Regions from separate parts of the Xenopus tropicalis genome. Here region 2 is linked to region 1. The links are chromatin contacts, called in public Hi-C maps. All regions are on one chromosome and are shown on one strand. Each heading gives the region's core, a stretch centred on a gene start, on an enhancer-like site or on the middle of the called end of the contact. The rest is flanking DNA. Distances are from core to core; before and after follow the strand shown. Region 1 holds the start of hoxa1 (homeobox A1). Region 2 holds the start of evx1 (homeobox even-skipped homolog protein 1).

What was found. Hi-C and Micro-C count contacts between places; a contact is called where the count stands out from the background.
Region 2: a contact with region 1 is called in a Hi-C map of gastrula embryo, with 2.0 times the contacts expected there. The contact joins the promoter of evx1 here to the promoter of hoxa1 in region 1. A contact is called at or near these places in 2 of 5 Hi-C or Micro-C datasets (brain and gastrula embryo).

Annotation. Positions count from the first base shown.
Region 1 is chr6:42,134,206-42,139,481 of UCB_Xtro_10.0, forward strand. It overlaps hoxa1 (homeobox A1), which reads right to left and starts at 3,834. Exons shown (of 2, transcript NM_001008016.1): 1 at 3,177-3,834; 2 at 1,690-2,851. The coding sequence starts at 3,792. The coding sequence ends at 2,496. LOC101734399 (a long non-coding RNA gene) reads left to right here and starts at 3,997. Exons shown (of 2, transcript XR_001924738.2): 1 at 3,997-4,136.
Region 2 is chr6:42,294,120-42,299,433 of UCB_Xtro_10.0, forward strand. It overlaps evx1 (homeobox even-skipped homolog protein 1), which reads left to right and starts at 1,257. Exons shown (of 3, transcript XM_002933384.5): 1 at 1,257-1,979; 2 at 3,328-3,569; 3 at 4,312-5,314. The coding sequence starts at 1,274. The coding sequence ends at 4,839.

The DNA.
Region 1 (5,276 bases), core at 2,584-5,083:
AAACAGGGCAGGCAGCTAAACATTTTGTTGCTAGATGCCTTTTCAACAATCCTTTTAAAGTGTGTCAATATTGATCAGTTCAATCTGAATACCCCCAGAGGAAAACACTCAGTTATCTGTATTGTTTCAAAAAGTAAACTTTTGAGTAGATTCAAGACAAAATTTCGAAGGATTTGTTTCTTGCATTTAATCGTTCGTTTACTACTAATCTAAAAGTTTACCTAGGCACCAATGTATTTTATGGTTTGGGCTCTGTAAAAATTACAACCCGTTGTTATATCTTTTAGCTTGTTTCGTTCTCTTGCAGTTATATTTGTACTCGTATCTCTAAAAATATATATACATGTATATATATGTATTGAAGGATATGCTCTGGAAACTTCTTAATCGTGCAAATGTTTTATAATTAACAATGAAATTAATATACAGAAGTTTTTGTGTATATTTAATTCGTTTAATTTTATAAAATATTTTGATATAATTTGCGTTTGTAATAAAGCAGATGATATCAATATAAATAGAACCACAATCAAGAAAATGACCTGAAATGTATTGTTACCTTTATAATAATACCATGTTTGTACGCTGACTTATATGTAAGGTACATTTTTGTGATACAGTATGGAACTGATTAGATATTTCCATGTAAAATAAAGGTTCATTTGAAGCAGGTTTTTCTATCCAGGGCTTTCTCTTTATCTCCATAGGAAATCCGCTATGTACTACAATGTGCGTCCTTTCACTGACCTTTGCGTTGCTTTTCTTGCTAGTTTGTTTTCTTGTCCGCTTTCAGGAATTACAAGTTAAGCCGTGCCACCATTTACATATAGTGAATAGGTGCTTTAATGTTAAAATTTCATGTACTTTGATGTTGTCCTGGTGATCTCGACTCCGCCGTGTTTCTTTAGATATTATTTGAGATAGCAGCGAGATCCTGCTGATATGCAGATTGCATTTAACACATAAAAGTACAGTATGCGGAGCCATCTGGTTGTGCCTTGCCTCTAACTCCAACAAACAAAAAAAAACAGCAGAAGTGGAAGAATGAAAGAAAGTTCTGCATTTACTTTGAAGTTTAGCTGCATCCACTTTAAATAGCGCCATTAGTATCAGCGTCATTCTGCCCGCAAATTCTGCAATTTACTAATTCGTTCCAGCGTCACATCGCAATGCACTAACAAGTACAGTAATAATTTAATAAGTACTTTACGACAGGGGATTAGATAGATTTCAGAATAATGTTCTTATTATTGAGGGGGTGGGATGAGAAACTGAAAATATATCCCTCGAGCCTCCCAAAGATGTGAAGCTTTGTGTTTATAGGGGAGGAGGTGAGGAAAGACTGGTTGAAGAAGCGTCTGGCATTTTTGTCAGGCACCAGTGTTTACACATGTCAGTAGTGAGTTTGGGGTGAAAAGTTCAGCTGAGCTTGACCCAAGGTGTTTCTACAGTTGTTAGACAGGAGATAGTGGAGAACCCATAAAAATGGCGCAAAACGAATAAAAACGAAACGTTGGCGCAAAGAGTTAAATTCGCTCTGCCGGGAGACGCAATTTTTGCGTTTGTTGTGATTATGAATTACAACTTTTTTGCCCTGGGACCCTCATCTACAAGACCTCCTGGTTTTGATGGAAATTCTTTAACCTTTTACATGCTGCCCAATAAAATGCACACTAGTTTAGTCAGAGGTAGCATACAAATGTTTTATTGACAAATTCCAACTGATAAAACTCAGTTTACATTCGGTGTCATGCAAGGGTTCGCGATGGAATCACAAATTATACACACATTTGGTCTTACAAGACATTCACTTAAAGGCGATTTAGAAGCGTTTCTCTTGGATCAGAGAACGAGTGGTTTTGTTTGGATAAATACCCTGGATACTGGACGATCTAGCACGATTTCCTGACAAACAAAACACACAATATTCACCTAAAATCATGACTGTAAACACCTAGTAAATGTGAGAGATTACTGAGGTATGCGGTCAGCAAACACTGCTGTCTTTTCCTGTGCTAGAAAACTTTGAGATTCTTCCAACCACTCCACCATCTGATAATTATTAGAATTTCTACAAAAACACTTGAAAGATAAATCTCTGGAACAATATATGTACACTCTTTTCACATACAGACACCATAGAACTTTAAATTAAATAGAAGTCTTTTAACTTGTGTAAACTTTTTCTCTATTAGTAGTGCATCAGTCCTTGAGGATCTGCAACCAGTGATTTCCCAGTAAAAAGTCCCAGCAGGAATGTCCCTCATATGGATTGTCCATAGCAGCTCATAGCAAGAGACAGTTAGTGTGACACATGCCAAAACAGGTTTTAGTTAACTTGGGTATTTTAGCTCAAAACGAAAATGACTTTTCAAACTTGTGCAAAAATATAATCTTAATGGTACCAGCTGAAATTCTGGCATAAACAATAGACAACTAAAATCACTGCTAAGGCTTTGGTTGATCAATCGAGCACAGGCAATGCCTTCAGCCTTCTAACCGGAAGTACTGAGATGATCTGAAGTAGAGGAGGCAGGAGATGGAGCACAGGGTGAAGAATTGGACTTTTCTGACAGCTCCTCTGACTTTTCATCGCTTCCTGTACTGGCTGATGGGGAGATGGGGAGAAGTCCTTCTTTTTCCCTTTTTTTCTGTTTCATCCTCCTGTTCTGGAACCAGATTTTTACTTGGGTCTCATTGAGCTGTAGAGCAGCAGCAATTTCTACCCTGCGGGCCCTGGTCAAGTACTTGTTGAAATGAAATTCTTTCTCTAGTTCTGTCAGCTGTTTGGTGGTGAAGTTGGTCCTGGCTGTGTTGGGCTGGCCGGCAAAGCCATATTCCCCAGCTTTACCTGAAATAAAAAAAGTCAGGGTTATAATCCATATGGAATGTGAGAAATGTAGCAGCCAACAACCCCAGTGTTATGGGGGTGCCTTTTCTACCGTTACTGACTGTATTATACAGTCACAAACTGTTACATTCCATTTGTACCCCCACCCACTAACTTATAGGGCAACATCAACATAAAGAATAATAGATCATGATCATGATGATAGATAGATAGATAGATAGATAGATAGATAGATAGATAGATAGATAGATGATAGATAAAGATTTACTTGATAAAACAAGGGCGCCTTAATAGAGTAAGTGGGTGTAGAAAGGGTAGACATTACCTGTTTTGGGTGGGTTTCTCTTTACTTTCATCCAGTCAAAGGTCTGTGCAGGGCCCGGGGATGTTTCGCTGGAAGGAGACCGGCAAACTTCTCTCTGGCTGATATGTAGGCTGGATACATTGTTATTGTAATTGGCCACAGAAATGTTCTGGTCAGGTCCGTAGGAATGGTGGATATAGTGAGCGGATCCTTCGATGTAAGACTGGTGTTGGTGATGCTGGACCACAGACGAAGCGATGTTGCCGGAGTAGACAGATTGGGGGAACCCTGCGCTCACATCTGCCTCTTGATTGATGGGGAAATGAGAGTAGCCGGGGCTGAAGTTCTGCATGCCATAGTTGGAGCCACAGCTGGTATGAGTATAAGACATCCCCAGGTTGTTGTGGTGCTGAAAGGCACCGGCTTGGTGGTGGTGGTGATGGGGGTGAGAACTTATCTGCACCCCTCGTCCGACCACAAAACGATCATCGCTGTTGCAGTTATTAGCACTGACTGCGCACGACTGGAAAGTTGTAATTCCATGGTCGGGGTGGAAGGATCTGGAGGAGCAGGTCCCGAGGTCGCCGCTCATTAAGCCCGGGTACTCTAGGAAGGAGCTCATCCTCGCATAGTCCATCTATCACTAGGTGACTGTGACACAGAGCCTGGCGTGGCCGTGCCAACTTTCTCACTTCCTCCATAGGTCCAGCACAAAATCATATGAATGTACAGTGAGGGCAGGTCACGTGGAGAGGCCAGCCAATGGCAGCAGCGACAGATAAAGTTTGCCTACACTAACTGGTGATGGATCGGCCCTACACTTGCATTTAAATTCCAGGCGCTGCTCTATCCAGGTGACGCACACGGCTGGGAGTACAGTGCACTGAGAGAGCAGCGGCCAAGTCGCACAGTCCTCTCTACCCGGGAACCGCCACAGTGCAGATGTCAGAGCCGGGGGCACCCGAAGAACCCCCTAACCCGGTAAGGAGCAAATAGTGATTGGTCAGGGGGATTTGGGGATACAACTGTGTGTCAGTGGGTGTCTAAAAATACACAGGTATGGGTATTAGTGAGAGACACTGTAGTGTGTAGTGGGTGTGAGTCTAAGCATTTCTGTTTTAGATAGATGATAGATGATAGATAGATAGATAGATAGATAGATAGATAGATGATATATAGATAGATAGATAGATAGATAGATAGATAGATAGATAGATAGATAGATAGATGATAGATAGATAGATATAGATAGATAGATAGATAGATAGATAGATAGATAGATAGATAGACAGTGTATGTAAGACAATATAGGACAATTGCAGTGTACACGGAATAGGAACAAATATGCAGATACCTGTAGTTCAGCTTTGTGTGTGTCCATGCATTCCTGTTTTGGATAAGTGTATCTTGTAGATAGAGAGGCAGACAGGCAGACACTAGATAGAGATAGATAATTACAGATAGGTAGATAGATGATGATAGATAGATAGATAGTACACAATATCGGACAATTGCACTGTACACAAAAATGAACAAACATGCACATAGGTAGGGTTCAGCTTTGTGTGTGTCTATGCATAAGTGTAGTTCTACATTTATTGCTGGTCTTTGAAGACTGATTGATCCTCTCATTGATTTGCTCTACACTTGTCCGACTGATCACACCGTGCATTTTTACACTATATCTGGGAATCTTCCTTAACCCATTCAATGCCAGAGCAAAGCATAGGCAGGCTCTATATGTACAGCTGGTCACTAGCAGCCACGCCTCACTTCTTTAGTACAGAGGATAGAACAGTCAATATTACCATGGTAATAACGAGTTTGTCATGGAAAGCTCTGGCTTCTTCTCCTTTGGTTGTACAATAATCCCTTGGGCACTACAGCAAAATCATCTGGACAAAGATTATTGTATGTGCATAGTCCTGTCAAAAATGTGTGGTCACAATGTTGATTGTACTTCATATTTTAGTGCACAGGGCTGTAGTAACATTGTAGATTGTCAGGTAGCAAAGGGTTAATCCCGGTCACATTTACACAGACCTGCACACACTCCCACGTGTAAACATTCTATTCTGTGTCTTTGCTAGATTATTCATTATACTTGCAGTGGCTGTTGCA
Region 2 (5,314 bases), core at 7-2,506, 160 kb after region 1:
TTAAAAAAAATGAGTTGCAACAATTCCAAAAAGAAGAAAGCGGATGTCAGCAGAGTAATAATGAGTGAGTGATGCGGAGTGATAGTATATAGCTGAATTCCCAATTTACTAAAACACATCCGTCAGATCCCATTCCTCCAGTTTATATTGGTGGGGGCTTTAAAGCCCACAGATACCTTATCTGCTTAAATTTCGTTTCCTTCTTCTCTAGTGATCGAATGACCCCCTTTACTGGCTGGCTAGGTTACATTTAGCACTGTCTGCTCGGTGCTGTGTAATAATAGTAACAGGCAGTCTCTTCTATTTCCCCTGATAAACGGCTGTATACAAATTGCTAGGGGGATATTTAATCAGACTAAGCAAGGTTCCACAAATGTCATTGTTGTTATTGGAACATTTTACTTGAAGAACATTCTCTTCTCCTCATGATAAATATACCCCCATTGTATCCCCCAAGTGGCTTTTCTTATTGAATAGCATGAGTACCAATCCTCCTCTTGTACTGTGAGTGAGCTAGGTACCTGGACAAGATAGTCATTTTATATTATATTTATACGGATTATATTTAGATATGGATTTCAGAGGAAGCAAATCTCAATTCGCTGCTGTTCCTTCAGCTACTAAAAAAAAAGGTTTATACAATGTTGTAGTAACGAATTAATATCGAATACAAATTAACATTCATCTGTAATATCCAAAGGGGAAATAAGATAAATGTTTGTGTGATCCAATCCCTAATAATCATCCCTGTTAGATAGTAAGTGTGCCCATCTCTGCCAAACTCAGAAATACATAATCCATATAGAAATCCATCCCAGTACCTCAAATCCAGGCTTGTGTGTGTCTATGGGCATCCTGCAGGTGAGATGGTTTCCATTACCAGGCACACAAATCTGAGGAGATAAATGAAATGTTAATAATAAAATGTACTTTATGAAAAAAAATCAATGGTTGGTTAAACTGGGAATCAAGTCATCATAAATCCCGATAATGTACAAGAAATAAAGGCAGATCCTACAACCCCAAAGTTTGCAGGTGCCAATGCTGATGGCTTCATAGTGGCATTACTAAATAATGCAGGGGCAAGAAAGCAGAGCTTCACACTTCTTTTAAAAGCAGCGATTGCTCAGATGCATTATAGAACAAGGTTGAGTAGTAAAGAAGAAGCCCCTAAAAAGCTCACTTCATTAGCAAAGCAAAGATCTGGTGGGAGCCATTAAGCCCCCCGAGTCCCCATTGGAGCATAAGTGGCGATGTCCCTGTTTGTTTGCAGATGAATATCTCTGCTCGCACTTTCCTCATCATCTGTGTTCATGTGGCGCATCAGTACCATAAACCATTAGCTCCGGCTTCTCCTTTCATCTTGAAGGTGGCGGACGTTGCTATTTATCCAGCAGCGATCAATGAGTGGCGTCAGTGCGAGAGTAATGACGATTGCACCATTAGGGATGACAGCTTAGAAAGAAGAGGGCAATGGTGTTCCCTCCCAGAGCCAGTAGCGCACAGAGCAGCGGAGGCGCAGCAGGGTCACCCTCTCTCTGCTCATCTGCACTCACTCGCCATGGAAGGCAGGAAGGAGATGCTCGTGTTTTTGGAGGGAGGGCAGCTTGGCAGTCTAGTTGGCAAGAGAATGGCTCATTTGTCGGACGCAGTGGGAAGCCCCATGCCGGAGCCGCAGGACAAGCTGGTTCCTAGGAGCTGCCTGAGCCCCAGGGCTGGCCCCATAGCGCCCAGAGACAGACCGGAGGGGAGCGATGTAGAAGCGACACAGGCGAACGGCCAGCAAGGGAGCAGGTCCCCGGCGCTACGGATCTCCTCTCCGCACCCACCGGCGCTCTCTGACTCCCTGTCCGCCAAGGGGCAGCACAGCAGCTCGGACACCGAGTCAGACTTTTACGAGGAAATCGAAGTGAGTTGCACCCCGGAATGTAACTCCGCCGCCTCCGACTATCAGCAGCAGCAGCAGCAGCACAGTGCAGGTACCGGGGCACTTACCGCTCATGCATTTATCTATTGTGGGAAGGGACCGTTATCTATTAAACAGAGATTCCTTAGCGCTATTTAGCGCACTTAGCTGCATATCCAGCAGGGAGTAAATGTCCGGGTAACATTCTAATATTTCCTGTACATATTGGAATTAATTCACAAATATTGCTACATTACCAGCTGTTGTGCATAAATCAGGAGAGACAACCATTTAATATGTGGCCCGGATTCCGTTCATATTCTCATGTTGGCTGTGCATGACTTTAATATATTTGTATTTGTGTGTACATTTGTTTACATATTTACGTATTGGTGTGTGCGCATTTTCAATATGAAGAATATGTGTTATAAGGCAGATATTTCAGAGGGGTATCCGGGGGTATATTAGACTCCGAGCAGTTCAATTCAGGATAGAAATGGATGTAATTTGAACATTTTTATTGATGCTTTGTGTACAATAAATATATAATGAAAGACAAGCAGACGCACAGATACAAATGGCACTGCCCTGGGATAGTTGAACACACAGACCCAGACAGCGCCGGGCAATATATTAGCATAGCACTGGGAATTAGCACTTATTAACCCCCCCCCCCCCCCCCCCCCCCCCCAGAGCGCCTACAAGCGCTACCTTCCTGCTGTCTCAGCATTTGACACCTTTTCTAGTGACCCAAGATCAAAGGCGGAGTTGCCCAGCCCGGCAGGCTGTAGGTGAGCAGGGAGACAATAGGGAAAGGCCAGGCCCCTGTCTGACATGGGGAGTCCGACTCACACCTAGAAGGCTGGTGCCTGGCGCCAGGTCGGAAATTACACCTGGGATGTGACATAAAGACTCTATGCCGATCTGTCATGCCTCAGCTTTCGGGAAAGGGAGCTAAACTGACAGCTGCCCCACATTGCTATTGTTTTAGTAGTAGGTTCGGGCCATATAGATGCGTTTTAGTAGAGTCTGGCTTAAAGTTATGTCCGTGATACGTTGTTTAATGTCCTGTTTAGAGACTACTCATGGGACATACTGCCAGTTTCTATTTACTGGACTACTCATTATCTCCCCCTCAATCCTGTCTGCAATGGGCAATGGTGCCACCAAGGGTCCATACAGGCTATGGCTATACCTGACCTCGGTGTACAGTGGTCTTCATAATGCAAGGGAATAGTCTCTCACTGGCCTGGAAATCAGCCATTGATTTACTTTGCTAAAGTCATTACCCAAGTATTGTGGCCAGTCGCCATTTCTGCTATTAAAACCCAAGTTAGTATGACCAGGTCCCAGTGCTGGAAGGACAGGGGTGGCCCAGATCGGCCCAATATAATAATGTGTTGTTTGACTTGTGTGTGCAGGTCAGTGCTCAGAGCCCATGGGAGGCAGTCCTATCAATGGCAGCGATTCATCCAAGGGAGGTGTCGGACCCCACGGTTCCCTCTCCTCCTGTGCCGGGGACCAGATGCGCAGATACCGGACAGCCTTCACCCGGGAGCAGATCGCACGACTGGAGAAGGAATTTTACCGGGAAAACTATGTGTCCAGGCCCAGGAGGTGTGAACTGGCTGCGGCCCTCAACCTGCCTGAGACCACTATCAAGGTAGGTACAGCGATCAGCTCCTAGGGCTCTATATACAGACATCTTTATACAGGCTCATTGGGAATATCATACACGGGTACCCACACATATCTAAAGAAACACACATAGATTCAGTCACAGGTTGTAATACAAAGTATCAGAGTTCAGATCTTTACTAATATTCTTTCACTGACTGACAAGCTAAAATAATGAGATGTACTTCCCTCTATGATATCAATGCAATCAAAGTATTTATATTGTAAAATGTACCTGGTATCTGTACTGTGCCTTTCCTGCTCTTTGATGTCTATCCTGCCACACTCAGGAGCAGCGATCACTCACATCTATACGAGATTTTAACTAATGTGCTTTGCGCAAATGATGAAATAACATTCATCTGGTTCGCTCACCCTGTACTAGAGAAAGATTTCTAATGTGGATCGAAACGTTGCCCCTCACTTGTTTCTATTTTGATCTCTATTTCATTAACTATTCTGGTGTAGGATGTGACATCTGGCAGTCAGGGAGGCCCACCTGCTGGGCATAGCGTGTGGATTCTACACAAGGTCAAGATAGAAAAGCCCTATCCCCCAGGCAGTGCACTTCATGCATAGTCCTGGTATTTGCCTGCTGGCAGTCTAGGATAGCATCACTAAGAAGGGCCCATAAGTGTCACTGCCCTATTTCCCATGCTGCTTGAGGGAACAACGCATATACACTGGAGCTTTGGTTTTACTAAGTCTCTTTTCTCCCTTGTTACTAGGTGTGGTTCCAAAATCGGCGGATGAAGGATAAGCGACAGCGACTTGCAATGACCTGGCCGCACCCCGCAGACCCAGCTTTCTATACCTATATGATGAGCCACGCAGCAGCCACTGGCAACCTACCTTATCCTTTCCCTTCTCACCTACCTCTTCCTTACTACTCTCATATGGGCATCAGCGCTGGTTCAACTACAGCTGCCACCCCCTTCAGCGCCCCCTTGAGGCCACTGGATACATTCAGAGTTCTGTCCCATCCTTACCCCAGACCAGAATTGCTCTGTGCGTTCCGCCACCCTTCCATTTACGCCTCCCCCGCACACGGACTAGGGGCTAGCGGCAGCCCCTGCACTTGCCTGGCTTGCCATAGTACCTCATCCAATGGCTTGGGCCAGAGAGCTGCAGCATCTGACTTTACCTGCTCCTCCACCTCCAGATCAGACTCCTTCCTCACCTTCACTCCCTCCATCCTCAGCAAGTCATCCTCTGTCTCGTTGGACCAGAGAGAAGAGGTGCCTTTAACCAGATGAACGCCATTTTGGGCTAGCGCTACCCTTCTCCCTAGTCCCTACTCGCCATAATACTGTCTTAATAGAATATGCACATTCCCCAAGGTGACATTAATGAACTGATCAGGTCAGCCCTACTTTTCCTTTCTTAAAAGGACAAACAGAACTCGCAACCAAGGAAAAAAATACTGTAAAAGTAAACAAAAACGAACTTCAATGATGATATTTCGCAGTTTCTTTCAAGGAGCCTGGGTGCCAGAGGGACGAATACCATTAGACTGATATGACCAATCTGGAATACTTGAATGTAATGTTGCCACAGAACAAAGGTCTTGTAACAAAGGGGGCAGCTGTGCCATTCTTTTGGGGGGGGAAAGGGAAAAACATTCTATAGTTTTATGTCTAACAATCAGTATTATACATTCTACCTGCCTTTATTTTGCCTAGGCGGGATGCACTCTTCTAATGCCTCGCTGATCTTTCTTTTTATTTAATT